Linked DNA regions of Sus scrofa: regions 1, 2, 3 and 4 are each linked to region 5. The links are chromatin contacts, called in public Hi-C, HiChIP or PLAC-seq and promoter capture Hi-C maps. All regions are on one chromosome and are shown on one strand. The core of a region is the stretch at or near the end of the contact, and the rest is flanking DNA. Distances in the headings are between cores, read along the strand shown.

The links. Promoter capture Hi-C pulls out the DNA fragments that hold promoters and counts their contacts. A called contact is a pair of places that touch in the nucleus more often than the background predicts. HiChIP or PLAC-seq counts read pairs in DNA pulled down with a chosen protein or histone mark.
Region 1: a promoter capture Hi-C map of liver shows a contact between it and region 5, with 13 times the contacts expected there. The contact joins the promoter of EFCAB7 here to the promoter of ATG4C in region 5. A contact is called at or near these places in 1 of 5 promoter capture datasets (liver), 3 of 47 Hi-C or Micro-C datasets (heart right ventricle and liver) and 2 of 2 datasets of contacts at active chromatin or transcription factors (alveolar macrophages and skeletal muscle).
Region 2: an H3K27ac HiChIP or PLAC-seq map of alveolar macrophages shows a contact between it and region 5. The contact joins the promoter of PGM1 here to the promoter of ATG4C in region 5. A contact is called at or near these places in 1 of 5 promoter capture datasets (liver), 2 of 47 Hi-C or Micro-C datasets (heart right ventricle and liver) and 1 of 2 datasets of contacts at active chromatin or transcription factors (alveolar macrophages).
Region 3: a Hi-C map of liver shows a contact between it and region 5, with 3 times the contacts expected there. The contact joins the enhancer-like site here to the promoter of ATG4C in region 5. A contact is called at or near these places in 2 of 47 Hi-C or Micro-C datasets (embryonic fibroblasts and liver).
Region 4: a Hi-C map of skeletal muscle shows a contact between it and region 5, with 9 times the contacts expected there. The contact joins the promoter of FOXD3 here to the promoter of ATG4C in region 5. A contact is called at or near these places in 1 of 47 Hi-C or Micro-C datasets (skeletal muscle) and 1 of 2 datasets of contacts at active chromatin or transcription factors (alveolar macrophages).

What each region holds. Positions count from the first base shown.
Region 1 is chr6:148,996,517-148,999,216 of Sscrofa11.1, forward strand. It overlaps EFCAB7 (EF-hand calcium-binding domain-containing protein 7), which reads right to left and starts at 1,274. Exons shown (of 14, transcript XM_013988883.2): 1 at 51-1,274. The coding sequence starts at 65.
Region 2 is chr6:148,912,002-148,914,701 of Sscrofa11.1, forward strand. PGM1 (phosphoglucomutase 1) reads right to left here and starts at 1,436. Exons shown (of 12, transcript NM_001246318.1): 1 at 1,010-1,436. The coding sequence starts at 1,255.
Region 3 is chr6:150,238,308-150,241,007 of Sscrofa11.1, forward strand. No RefSeq gene overlaps it. Among named protein-coding and RNA genes, the nearest start is that of KANK4, 130 kb to the left of the region's middle. Within about 2 kb of position 1,409, at least 12 of the 83 cell types and tissues checked have an H3K27ac peak or open chromatin away from gene starts, as enhancers often do. A contact at or near this core is called in liver, where this site is marked.
Region 4 is chr6:149,154,169-149,156,868 of Sscrofa11.1, forward strand. It overlaps FOXD3 (forkhead box protein D3), which reads right to left and starts at 1,408. Exons shown (of 2, transcript XM_021096543.1): 1 at 1,131-1,408; 2 at 1-842. The coding sequence starts at 1,310. LOC110261215 (a long non-coding RNA gene) reads left to right here and starts at 1,854. Exons shown (of 5, transcript XR_002345162.1): 1 at 1,854-2,049; 2 at 2,503-2,700.
Region 5 is chr6:149,690,507-149,693,206 of Sscrofa11.1, forward strand. It overlaps ATG4C (autophagy related 4C cysteine peptidase), which reads right to left and starts at 1,408. Exons shown (of 11, transcript NM_001190284.1): 1 at 1,309-1,408.

The DNA.
Region 1 (2,700 bases), core at 24-2,523, 690 kb before region 5:
CTGGCTACCTAATTGCGGGTCACAAACGAGGAAACGCAGCCACTTCTCACCAACTCCGCGATCATCTCACCGCAGCAAAAAGGTTCTCTGCTGTCCTTTAATTACCATGGCAACTGCGCCTCTCTGCCACCGGAAACAAGATCCGGGGCACCTCCCAAAACAGTCCGGCTAGAAATCAAGGGACCGTTACTCCAGAGGGAACAGAGGTGGCTCTGTCTCTCTTCCTTAGGGGGCCGTTTTGGTCAGGTCGTGAGAGAGGGTACTGCGTTGCCCTGGCAGGGACCAGGTGTGGTCCTACCCGAAGACTCTTCTCGCCGCTTCCCGGCATACCCTGGGACCTCTTGTCGCAGGGAGACCGTTTCCGGCAGGCGGCATTGAGTGTGGCACAGGGTCGAGCTCCGGTCCGCTGCCGCTTTTCGGACTTCGGCGTTTCCTGTGTGCTTTCCGAGGAGATTGCTGGGCTGTTTAACCCAGCAGCGGGGGTGCGTCCCTGAATGTCAGAATGCCTTAGGTATCTCCTCCCCAGATGTCGCTGTGTGTTGGGCCTCTCAGTGGGCAAGAAGAGTAGATATTACGTGGCCCATTGACCTTTTCCCTGCTTTGGGGAGTGTAAATTTTCCTGCCGACAGTTCCTCGTCTTTTCGTTCCCCGAACCCACCTGTGTTTCTCTTCCAGCCATACTTATCCGGACTATTTGTCGACTTTAATTCTGATTTTCCAAGGCTTTTGACAGATTTTATATGCTGTGAGCTATACTTGGTGACGTATTGCTTGAAGTGATTCCAAAAATGGTTGACATAACGAGAATAAGACAGTAGATTGAAACACGCCGGATGATTTAATAAAGCACTTAAATGCCGGAATTCCCGTCGTGGCCCAGCGGAAGCAAATCCAACTAGGAACCATGAGGTTTGGGGTTCGACCCCTGGCCTTGCTCAGTGGGTTAAGGAACCGGCGTTGCTCTGGCTGTGGTGTAATCCAGAGGCTACAGCTGCGATTAGACCCCTAGCCTGGGAACCTCCATATGGCTCCAGTGCGGCCCTGAAAAGACCAAAAAAAAAAAAAGCACTTAAATGCCTTGATTGGTGTGGTGAGTTCATGTAAACTTGTGGCAGAACTCAAGGACTGAGTCCCAAGAGACCAGAATTCCAGCTCTCAACTGAAGAAGCTAAACAATTCTGGAAAAAGCTGTCCAATGTTGGACAAGTCACTTGTCATTTCCAGGCTTCAGTTTTCTTGCTTATCACTCCCCTATTGAAACTCTTTCTTTCTTTTCTTTCTTTCCTTTTTTTTTTTTTTTTTTTTTTTTTGAAGGTTGAAGGTCAGTAAAGAACTTTTTCTTTGGAGTGGAGGCGGATAATATATAACACATAAGATTCTCTGGCTGCCTTTTGTCACCAGGGTCGTTTAGGAACCTGCGCCTGTGCACTTTCAGAATAACTTATTTCTCTGTTATTTTCAGGTTTGGGTAAATACCAAGTAACAAAGGGTGGAGGGAAAGACATCTCTATCAAACAGGGCTTGACATGGAAGTGGAAATATTTGCAGAAATAATAACCTATCTATTTAATATTAAATTATGATTTGGTTAAGATGTTTAGCACGTTACCTACATTTTCTCATTGAATCCTAAAAACAGACCTTGGAAGGTAGGAGCTCCTGTTACCTCCTTAGAAGGTTGGTGCTCCTCTACTTTCCAGATGAGGAAACTCAGCATCTAATAAAATATCCTACACACAGGTATCAATAAATACATGTTTCATGAGTTCCCTTTGTGGCTCAGTGGTAATAAATCTGACTAGTAACCATGAGGATTTAGATTCAATCCCTGGCCTCATTCAGTGGGTTAAGGATCCAGAGTTGCCTGTGAGCTGTGGTGTAGACTGCAGGCACAGCTCAGATGTGGCATAGGCAGGCAGATCCTATCCTGTCGAGTAGGCTGGCAACTGCAGCTCCAATTCAACCCCTAGCCTGGGAACTTCCATATGCTGTGAGTACAGCCCTAAAAGGAAAAAAAAAAAAGGTGTTTCACTTATACCTTTAAAAGTTATGGATTATTGGAGTTCCTATTGTGGCTCAGCAGAATGAATCTGATTAGCATCCTTGAGGACGCAGGTTCAATCCCTGGCCTTGCTCAGTGGACTAAGGATCCGGTATTGTCCTGAGCTGTGGTGTAGGTGGCAGACACCGCTCAGATCCTGCGTTGCTGTGGCTGTGGTAGAGGCTGGCAACTGCAGCTCCAATTCGACCCCTAGCCTGGGAACCTCCATATGCTGTGGGTGTGGCACTAAAAAGAAAAAAAAAAAAAAGGAAAAAGTTACGGATTCTTGAAGCGGTTTTCCTTTTCCCAGAATTAAGCAAAAAGACTTGTCTCCCTCCTTTTGCACTAGAAAAATAACCTAGTTAGCTCTTATACAAAGCTGCAAGGATAATGTATCAAAAATCCCTGCCAAATAGGAATATGATGAAATTGGTGTGTGTTTGCTTAAAAGTAGTGATATTTCCTGAACTACGCTGCTGTTCTGCTATACATTGTAAAGAACTAAAAAAATAAATAAAATAAAAAACCTTAAATGTGGACGTTTTAGACAGCTATTTTCTTAACATATTAACAGGTACACGTTACATTAGGAGAGTCTGCGGTAACTATATTCTGACAATAAATACATGACCTTAAAGTTGAGGTTAACATCTTAAATA
Region 2 (2,700 bases), core at 186-2,685, 780 kb before region 5:
GGGATGAGTTCCAGAAGAGGTTGAGTATAAGTCAAATCTTATGTGAAACATAGAAAACTACAACAAAAACTCACTAGAAAACTTTTTTAAAACAGTGAGTGAACGTTCAGTCCCCATTTACCTACTTTATAAACCCACACTTTCGCATACGTCCTAGGTTTACTGAAAAATCTGCTTCAGTTTCACCTGAGTGGACGTGCCTAAAGTCAGTTAACATCCTCTAGCTGCGCAGGCGGCGGAGGAAGCAAAGGGTTGCGTTAATTTCCTGCCCTGCCACGACTGCTTACGGAAGAGCGCCCTTGGCCAGGCAGTTTCTGATCTAATGAAATTTCAGCTCCAGCCGCCTCTGTGGAACAGATCCAGAGACAACACCGGGAAAAGACGAGCCCTTTCAAAAGCCTGTGCCCCAGCAACCAGGCCGCCTAAGGGCAGAAGCTCGGTCCCAGCAAACCAGGGGATGGGGAACGAGGCTTGGTAACCGCCCCCTCGGATCTGCCCTTTGGACCGCTGAGGGGAGGGTGCCCAAAGCCTCCGGCTCGCAGCCAGCGGGAGGCTCCAGTCCCAGACCAGAATAGCCGGCATCCGGCGGGATGCAGGGGGTTCTGAGCAAAGCGGCGGCCTCTAACCTTTCCCGGCCAAGGCGACTGCCCTCTGCTCGGTAACTGTATCTTCGCCGGCAAGAAAGGTTAACGTAAATGTCAGAGGCCAGAACAGCAACGGGGGGGAGGGGAGAGAGGGAGGGGCAGGAGGCGGAGGGTCCGGCCTCCCAAGGTCAAGCCCAGCGCCTCGGCTCGCGCCCCGGGGGGCGGGGGGAGGATGGGAGGAGCGGTCAGAGGAGCGGCTCTGCCCCGCGGGGCGGCCCCTCTCCGGCCCGCGGCCCCGGGCGGGCAAGAGCGAGCGCGGAGGACGTGTGGGTGGAGACTGCGGCGGCCGCGCGCGGAAGTGGCCCCGCGGGAGCGAGGCAGGAGGCGGACGACGCCGGCGACCGAGGACGGGGCGCGTCCCTTACCCCGTTGGCGGCGGCGATGCGGACGATGAGCTGGATGGCCTCCTTCATGTAAAACCTGCCGTCCCCGCCCACCACCAGGGTGGCCTCCTGCCGATGCGCCGGCTCCACGGTGGAGATGATACTCTGGATGAAATTCTCCGCGTAGTTGGCGCTGCTCTGAAACACCTTCACCCGCTTCCGCAGCCCGCTCGTGCCCGGCTTCTGGTCTTGATACGCCTTGGTCTTAACGGTCACGATCTTCACCATGGTGGCGGTTTGCTTTCTGGGGCCGGAGCGGACTCTGCCAACCGGGGGACGGCCGGGACTGTGGCTGCGGCTGCTCTGGGGTGAGGGCGCGGACCGGGTCGGGGCAGCGGCAGCTCCCTCGGCCTTGCTCGTCCCTCCTCCTTAAAGGGACAGGGCCCTCCCTCCGCGGCCAGCCCACCTCCTTGCAGGTCGGAGAGGGAGGGGAATAGGGAGCGCCCACCCCTAGGCCTCGGGTGAGATGGGTGGAGCCTTTCGAGGTACCCTCCCCCCGGTAAACCAATCACTGTAAAGAGAAACCCGCAACGCCTCCCCTAAGTGAACGTGCGGAGCTTAGGGTAGGGACTGGGTCACAGGGCAAAGACTTTGAGACAGCGGGAAAAACAGAGACGGGACAGCCGGACTTAGAAGACTTAGGAAGCTTCCACTCACGACTATTTTCTATTTCGTGATGGTGTGAAAACAATAAGTATTCAGTAGTAACCGTACCTTTCATTTTGATTTTTGATCTTTTCCTGGGCTGGCACTATGCAGTACATGTTCTCTCCGTACCCTCAGACGCAGCTCGCGATCAGCCACCTGATCAGGAGGATAAAGAGTCCCATACACTTAGACCCATTCTGTACCCGTACCATTATTCTATTTTTCCCTTTCAGTACAGTGTTCGATAAATTACATGAGCTATTCAATACTTTTATTATAAAACAGGATTTGTGTTAGATGAATTTGCTTAACTGAAGGCTACAGTATTTTGAGCCCATTTAAGGTAAGCTCAGCTAAGCTACGGTGTTTGTAGGTTAGTGTTTTCCCCTTACGATATTTAGAACTTAGGATGGGTTTATCCAGAAGTAACCTCGTCCTAAGTGGAGGAAGATCTGTATGTTTTCCTGTGGTTTAGCTAGAGTTTCATGCGTAAATAACTTTATGGAAACACTTCTGAGGGATAAAAATGTCAGCCTTAGCCCGATTTTATGACTCCTTATTCTTTCTATTCTCTCTCTAAATATTAAGAGTATTTGTGTTAGAAAAAGGAGTCAACTCCAAAGGTCTGATTCAACCTACTACTTTTTACTGACAGACCACACACTTTATTTCCATTGGGTTTGCATACTAGGGTGGGCATACTAATAGGTAAGATTTATTGAATATAATGTTTCTGAAGTACAGGTTTTATTTTTTCCCTATTTTATGCTTGCAAAACTGAGAGACGAAAAATGACCTGTCACGGCCACAGAGATAAGTACTTGTAGGAGGCCAGCTCAGGTGGGTGTGGCTCCAAACCCAGGTCTCTTGCAATCATTTGCCTGCCTGTCACCAGATTTGAGAACTAGGAAATGTACAGGTAAGGCTTGATAAACGTATGTACAAATACAAGGTAAGGGTGAGTATTATTGCCATCAAAATAAGTCAGTTATTCATGCAGTAGAAAATTAGGGAAGAGATCAAAA
Region 3 (2,700 bases), core at 159-2,658, 550 kb after region 5:
GCTGAACTCACCATTGTTGATTTTCACTTTGAAAATGCTGCTGTTCTCCCTGGACTCCTTGTCACCCCTTCACCTAGCCACCTAGCCACCTGTGACTGCTCCCAAAGCCTCTGAAGGCAGTTTCCATAGCACCCTCTACTCGCCCCCATCACAGCATGACCTCCCTTGGCCCTAATATCAACCTCCCACTACGGCAGTACCATTTCCTTACCTGCCTCCCCTTTAGACCAAGGCGGTCAAGGACAGGGAATATGTCTTATTAGCTTCTGTATCTCTGGAACCTAACACACAGTCAGCTCTTAATAAATGTTACATGAATAGTAACTGAAAAGGTCTTACTGTACCTCGTTGTTTTAAAATCGATTTTAATGACTGTTAAATCTTTTAGCACTTTCTAAGTGTATCTAACAAAAGCAATTTTAAAATGCACAATAAAATGATAAATTCCAGCAATAGGACTGTGCCAGAGCTCAGGTTCTGAAAGGGAGCAGGACGATGGGCGCCGGGGCGAGAGGTGGGGGGGGTCGAGGGGTGGAGGGGGCCCCGAGAGGTGGTGGTGGGGGAAGGGATCTTAAGGACTGAAATTCTTGCCCTAGCCCTGAAATCCTAACATCTCTAACTTATTTGCTCACTGTCAAGAGCCAGACAATTCAGTTAATGGAAACGTGGAGCTTATAATGCAATCAAACCTGGTCATAGGACCAAACCACTAACAACTACGAGATGTGATGTCCACGCTCCTTTACTCTTAATAACGTGGCCGGCTGGGAGGGCCAACTTTCCAAATCTCTGCCCTTCTCCATCCTTCACTTCCTCTTCTAGTTACTGAAGACTCAGCTAAATGGTACATGTTTTTCCCCCCAATCTGGTGCAGCTGCTGATTGCAGACTCCGAGGACTCGCAGCGTCTCTCGTGCGCCCCCGCGCGGCTGTCTGTGGTTTCGCAGGTTGCCGCCGGGAGGGACGCACTTGGAGTCTAAAGTGAGCAAGTTTGGGTGCAAGTGACCCTGAGCCAGGCTTTCATTTCTAGCCTTTGCAGGTGAAAGAGTATCAACCTGCCAGTGAAGCACGTGTCCTGACCTCACTGCGTTCGGCAAACCAAATGCCTGGCAAACTTCCCTGGTTAAAATCCTCCCATGTCTCTAGAAAACCAGTGTTTTAAGGAAAGGTTTGAACAGAGTAATTATATTTCCATTATGGACATAAAACTCCGAAGCTTTGGGAGAGTCCCGGTGGTGTTTCAGACGAGTCCTTGATCCTCCGCTTTGATTTTTAAGCCACATTTAATTGAGGCATCTTTGTCTAATGTTAATACAGAATGGCTCTGTGAAGCAAGGACATTGCCTACTGAGCAGTCAGGCCACTTCCGGGAAGGAGTGTGTGTTGGGGTGGGGGTGAGGGGAGTCCTCCAGCTCCCTAGGGAAACAGGAAACCCCACCTCTACCCTCTGCGTTGGTCAGAAGCAAGCATTGTAGCCTTCCCAATCCTGGAAACAAAACGTTTCCATTTAATTCATGGGTCACAACTGGGCTATCTGGACCTGGTGACCGCATTCTGTCTGACAAACAGAAAAGGAGTCTGTCTCAGAGCAGAGGGGGAAATGGTTTGGCAGAGTCGGTGTGATCCCACTTCCTTCTTTGTGTGACCTTGAGCAGGTTTCTAATTTATTTGATTATTAGTTTCCACCTTTTGTAAACGGTGAGGACAATAAAATCTATCCTTAAGGATTGTGAAGATGCATTGGGTCTCCCCCCAATATTCTCTTATGCAAAATTTCAAACATTCAGCAAAGCTGAAAAATTTCAGAGAACATCCACCACCAAGACTGTCATTAACATTTTACTAGACTTGTATTATCACACAGCTATCCATGTATCCATCCATCTATTCATCCGTGAAGACTTTCTTTTAAAAGATACATTTCAAAGTAAAGCACAGAGAGATTTAAAAAATTGTATCTGGTACAGTGCCTGGCCACATGTTTCAATTCAACAAATATTTGAACATTTAGTTTGTGCCAGGAAATATGCTAGGTGCTGGGGGTACAAGTGGGAAACTTTGTCCTTAAGGTGTTCAGAATTTGGCATGAATAAGAGAGAGAGTTTAACAGTTGCCAACTTTCTTATAGTTGATAGCATAGGGAAGCTCCACAGTTGACCCCAAAAAGAGGAGAGAGACTTAACAAGATATGTGAAGTCAGGGAAGTCTTCCTGGAGGAAGTGACTTTTTCAAAAGAGACTCTGTGTGATGTGCACTTAAACTAGCTTTACTCTACACCCCAGGATGGTGAATTAACACTGAGGTTGTACCCCAAATAGGAATCTTATGTCCAAAAAGTGGATAATTAGCATCTAACACCACATGCTTCTAGAATGTCTTCAATAGCGATGGAAAGATATTATACTCTTGGGATGGCTCCACACATCAACATCAAAAATTAAAAGGTTCATTAATTATCTTAAGGGTAATTTCTTTCTTTTTTGTCTTTTTTGTTGTTGTTGTTGTTGTCTTTTTTTTAGGGCCGCACCTGTGGCTTTTTTTTTTTTTTCTTTTCCTTTTATTTAAAGGCTTGCAGCATATATAAGTTCTCAGGCCAGGGGTCCAATTGGAGCTGCTGGCCTACACCACAACCACCACAGCACCAGATCCAAGCTGTATCTGTGAACTACAATGCAGCTTGCTGCAATGCCGGATCCTTAAC
Region 4 (2,700 bases), core at 158-2,657, 540 kb before region 5:
GGTTGGTGTGTGGCCATGAGCGCTGCTGACTGCACGGTCCCTGGCGGCCGCAGGAAGGACTGTGCCGCGCCGCCGCCCCCGCCACCCCCGGTGCCCCCAGTTACCCCGGCGCCCCCAGCACCCGCTGCCGAGCCCCCGGGCGCCGCGGGGCCCCCACCGATGATGTTCTCAATGCTGAACGACGGCCGCGCACTCGGCTCGGACTTAATGAGAGACGCCGTGGTGCCCGCCGTGCCCGCCGTGCCCGCGGCGGCCGCGGCGGCGCCCAAGCTGTTGAGCTGCAGCTGCAGGCCTGGGCCGAGCTGCGAGCCGAAGGCGGCCGCTTTCCGGCCCAGCTCGCCCGAGGGCAGCAGCGGCACGGCGGGCGGCAGAACCGGTGCTACGGGCGGCAGCGCGTATGGGTACTGGAGCGCCGCGGCCGCTGCCGCGGCTGCCGCGGCAGCCGGGTGCGAGTATGCGCCGGCCGCGGCCGCTGGGTGCAGGCCGTAGGGGCGGCCGTAGGGCCCCGCGGCGCCGGCCGCCGCCGCGAGGCTGTAGGCGCCGAAGCTCTGCATCATAAGCGCCGTCTGCTCGCGCAGGTGCTCCTGCTGGTGGCGCTTGAAGCGTTTCCGGCGCCGCAGGAAGCTGCCGTTGTCGAACATGTCCTCAGACTGCGGGTCCAGGGTCCAGTAGTTGCCCTTACCCGGGTTGCCCGGTTCGCGGGGAATCTTGACGAAGCAATCGTTCAGCGAGAGGTTGTGGCGGATGCTGTTTTGCCAGGCGGGGAACTTCTCCCGGTAGTAGGGGAAGCGGTTGCTGATGAACTCACAGATGCCGCTCAGGGTCAGCTTCTTCTGCGGGCTCTGCAGGATAGCCATAGTGATGAGCGCGATGTACGAGTAGGGCGGCTTCACCAGGCTGTTCTTGGGCTTGCTTGGGGCCAGGCCGCCCGCCGCACCACTGCCCGAGCCAGGCCCGCCGCCGGTCCCGCCGCCCTCCTCGCCGCCAACGCCGCCCTTGCAGCCGTCGGCCTCGGACGCGCCCGCCTCGCCCCCTGGCCCGGCCCCGGCTCCAGCCACCTCCTTGGGCAGTGCCAAGGGCTGCTGGTGCGGCGGCTGAGGCTGCCCATGGTGGGGTGCCGCCGGCGTCACCTCGTCCGCCTCGTCCAGGCGCAGCTCGGGCGGCCCCGCGGGGCTATCGCAGCCTGCGTCGCTGTCCTTCTCCTCCAGTCCGTCGTCGCCCTCACCCACCACATCGATGTCCACATCCTCGGCCGTCAGCACCGTCTGGCCGGACATGTCGCTGGCGCTGCCGCCGCCGGAGAGGGTCATCCCTCCTCGGGGGTGGTGGCGGCGGCGAGGAAAGAGCGGCGCGAGACGGGGGTCTTCAGGGGCTGCCGCCGACCTCAGGAAAGGGGTTTGGGGCGCCCCGGAAAGATGGGGGATTGGGAGAGCGGAGGGGGGCGTAGGTGGTTCCGGGCCCTCTCGGCTTGGCTCACACTTGGCAGCCCGGCATCGCGCGGCGCGGGCGCTGCCGTCCGCCCCCCGCGGCCGCGCTCCGCAAACTCCAGCTGTCCCTGGCGCTTGGTACTAGGGGCTTGCTGCCGCTCCCCGCCCCAGCGGCTTCTCCACGCCGCGCCCCCTTACTTCGCCCGCCTTCCTCGGCCTCTGGCCGGACGTGGGGAGCAGGGGCGGTGCAGGCGGGCGCGGGACTCCGGGCGCCAAGCAGTTCGGGAGGGCCTGGGCAGGGGCAACAGGGGGAGGGGGAGTGTCAGGGACGCCGAAGCCCCCGTAGTCGAAAGTCCCGTTTTAAGGACTGGCCCTGATAGATTACTTTCTACTTAAAGATCCAGCAGGAGGCGGGGCCACGTGACCGTGCGTGACGTCAGGACAGCGGCGGAGCCGGCCAAACTCAAGTTGGTTCTGAGAATTGTCAACAAAGGAACGAGGGACACGCAACTCTGCGCCGCACCGTGCGCTAGCATCCCGCGGGTCCCGAGGGCGTCCCGGCACACCCCGAGACCCTATCCTAGGCTGGAACCCAGCGCGGGGGTCGAGGGGGCCTGTGGGTGTGAGTGTGGGTGGGTGCGTGTGAGTCAGGGTGTGGGTTTGGAAGCATCTGCCGGACCCCTTGGCTCTGCTGCCCTGCCCTCCCGCCCTCTCTACCCCCCCCATCCTTTTGCCAACTCTCCCTAGTCAGGGATTGGGCTTAGACTGTAGAACAAGAGTCCTATCCCGTTTTCTTAAGAAAAACTTATAGTCTCTGTTTAGTTTTTTGTTTTTGTTTGATTCTTTTTAGCTCTAAAGAGTAAGGGCTGCACCCCACCTCTATCTTACTAATTAGATTTCGGAGGAACTCCTGCCACAGTGTTCAGTCGGCAGAAACACCTACTGAGAGGAGGCGCTCCTCCTCCCCCAAAGCCAAACCACCTCGTCCTGCCTTCGCTTTCCTGTCTCGATGTGGGCGTGTTTATATGTATATATATATACATACATATATTTTTTTTCCCGATCGTCCACACAGCGTCATCTGGGGTTCCCGAAGGTCAGAAAATGGCTATTGATTAATCTATTGGAATAGTTGCCGACAGAAATAAAAAAAAGACGTAAAATTACAGGGAACCTATAAATAAAGAAGCCGTAACTAGCTGCTCGGAGTTGTTAAACGACTTAGCATGTGAAAAAGTCGGGAATGAGGCGCTGGGGAAGGAGCCGGGATTGG
Region 5 (2,700 bases), core at 158-2,657:
CCATGCTGTTTTACCAGATCTATCAAATATATAGAAATAGCTCATCAATAGTCACAAAAAATAAACTTTTTGATATACCTGTATTCTATTTTACAGAAAAAAAGAACATCAGTTAAGTGGTTTTTTAAACTATTTTTACTAAACTATAAAATTCCTTCTATTGGTTATTTTTTAACATTAAACAGTTCCCAAAATTTTACAGTGAAAGAATTGATAATTAATTCAATATAGCATCAGATTACTGGACTAATTAGAAACTCTTCCTCGTTCAGGGAAGACACTTTATTATTTTGCAAATTGGTATATACATAGACTTTACCTTCCAAAGCTTTTTCAATCCCTTTGGGTAATTTCAATGACTCACTAATTACAAATCATAAACAAGGGAGGAAAGGCATTCCCTTGTGTCTATCTATTAACTGATACAAAAATCATTGCACAAACCTCCACTGGGGACATATGCCTGAAGTAGGAAAAAAGAAAAAAAAAATCTCAGTTAAGATACGAAGAGCTGTAGGAGGAGGTATTCTCCACTAACGCAGGGTAGCAGCGAACCCCCTGCGAGAAAATAATCAATACAAAACGAAAATGTAAGCCAAAGAAATCTTAAGAAATATAAACTCAGTAAGTAGAGTCACGCTTAGCTAATCATTGGCGATCACTCTCCCATTCATCAGTTATCCTAAGAACGCAGATGAACCTCCAACCTAAAAAGCCCTTACATGTAGATAGAGGTGGAAGCGCTCAGGCTAAAAACCAAATAAAGTGACTGAACGTTAAGGTCTGGATGGAAAAGCATTTAGATATTCAGGCAAGTGTTATCAGAGTATGAATTAGTAAGAAGGGCCAAAAAAGGGATAAAGGAGTTAGGAATGAGAACACTGAGATCTTGAGCGTCTAATTTGTTTTCTTTCTTTTCTTTTAGATGGAGAGAAATAGGGAAGAAGTTAAATGGATGAGCTTAGGAGACAAGAGATCGTGCCTGAAACAAGAAAGAAAAGCTTCCAAAGAGAGGGCAACAGCTGCCCACAGGAAGGCTTAAGGTTTGTCAGTTCTGGATCTCAGGAAGAGTGAGGAGTCAGAAAACAAATGACACTAGACAGGAGCAGATGAGGGAGGCGCCAAATTCTGAAAGCCTACACGGTCTGCCACAGGGTCTCCAGTGAGTGCAAGGCCCCCCAAGAAACCTGGTCATTCGGGGACCAGAGACACTAAGCCCCAACCTTCTCCTGACTCCGCTAGCCTCAAGTCGACCCCTCACCGAAAACAGAACTGGAGAAGTGTAAACAATGTGTAGGAGCCACCAACCCGGGAAATGTTCCAGCTCTAGCAGCAGCCGCCAGAAGAGCTGCCAGCAAAAACGCAGACACTCCAACCTCTGCGCCGCAGCCACAGGCACCTCGAGCTTCCCGGCCACCGTAGTAAGAGGAACGCCCCACCCCCTCCTTCAAACCCAGCAGGACAGCCACTTCCGGGGCACTCAAGCTTACAGACTGGCGACAGCAATAGCAGGCGTCACCAGGCCCCTGGTTCGTTTACTTTGTCCATCCTTTTTCGCCCCGTTCACTACGTCAGACCATAAATCACCAATATAGCAAGGACAGAACCAAAGTATCCGTCTCTAAGCGGTGCCCGTGATAGACAAACTGCGTTATGCCCACCATGAGTTCCTATTGAACTGGACTTCAACTCCCAGCAGGCCATGCAATACCACGCCCCTCCCGCGCGGGACTACAAGATCCAGCATGCCCTGCGCCTCTTATTCCTCACTCCGCCCCTGACACCCGAAAACTCAAAGTGCGATTGCGGAGAATTTGTTAAATCCGTTGGACTAATGTACTCTTTTCTACCAAGCCCCACTTTGATTAAAAAAAAAAAAAAAACGGTATTCCGTCTTATCCTTTTGTGAAGTTACTCATAAACCAAGCTACAGTTGGAACTGTAGGTAAATTCTTGTAAAACATTAAGGAATATGTATACTTATTTTCCACATTCAGATTATTTTCTAGAATTGAAACCCAGGACAGTCTGCAAAGGCTTCTTACGAAATGGAAATTTCCATCCTTCCTCATAAGCGGTTTTGAGAGAAATACAAATTATTGCAAAGTTTGATCCTGTTTTGTCTTTGCAGTACCACCGGATTGTACTGGAACAAGGCTGCTAGACATGCTTCTGAATTGCATAGGAAATTATAATAAAAACTGGAAGCAAAAAATTAACATTCTGCACTACTGGACTATGGAACCATGTGGGAAAGAAAATCTTTCAGAATGCAAAGTTGAAAAGTTCAAAATTAGATTTGAGGAGTTCCTGTCCTGGCTCAGTGGTTAACGAATCCGACTAGGAAGATGAGGTTGTGGGTTCGGTCCTTGGCCTTGCTCAGTGGGTTAGGGAGCCGGCGTTGCCGTGAGCTGTATGTAGTGTAGGTCATAGATGCGGCTCAGATCCTGCATAGCTGTAGCTCTGGCGTAGGCTGGCGGCTACAGCTCTGATTGGACCCCTAGCCTGGGAATCTCCATAGGCCGCGGGAGTGGCCCTAGAAAATGCAAAAAGACAAAAAAAAAAAAAAAAAAAAAAAAAAAAAAAAAAAACTAGATTTGAAAAGGTTCTGAATTTTTTATGTGTTTAATGGTTTGAATATTATTTTCTATTAATAATTTCTATTATTAGTCTGACAAAAACAGGTAACCACAACTATTT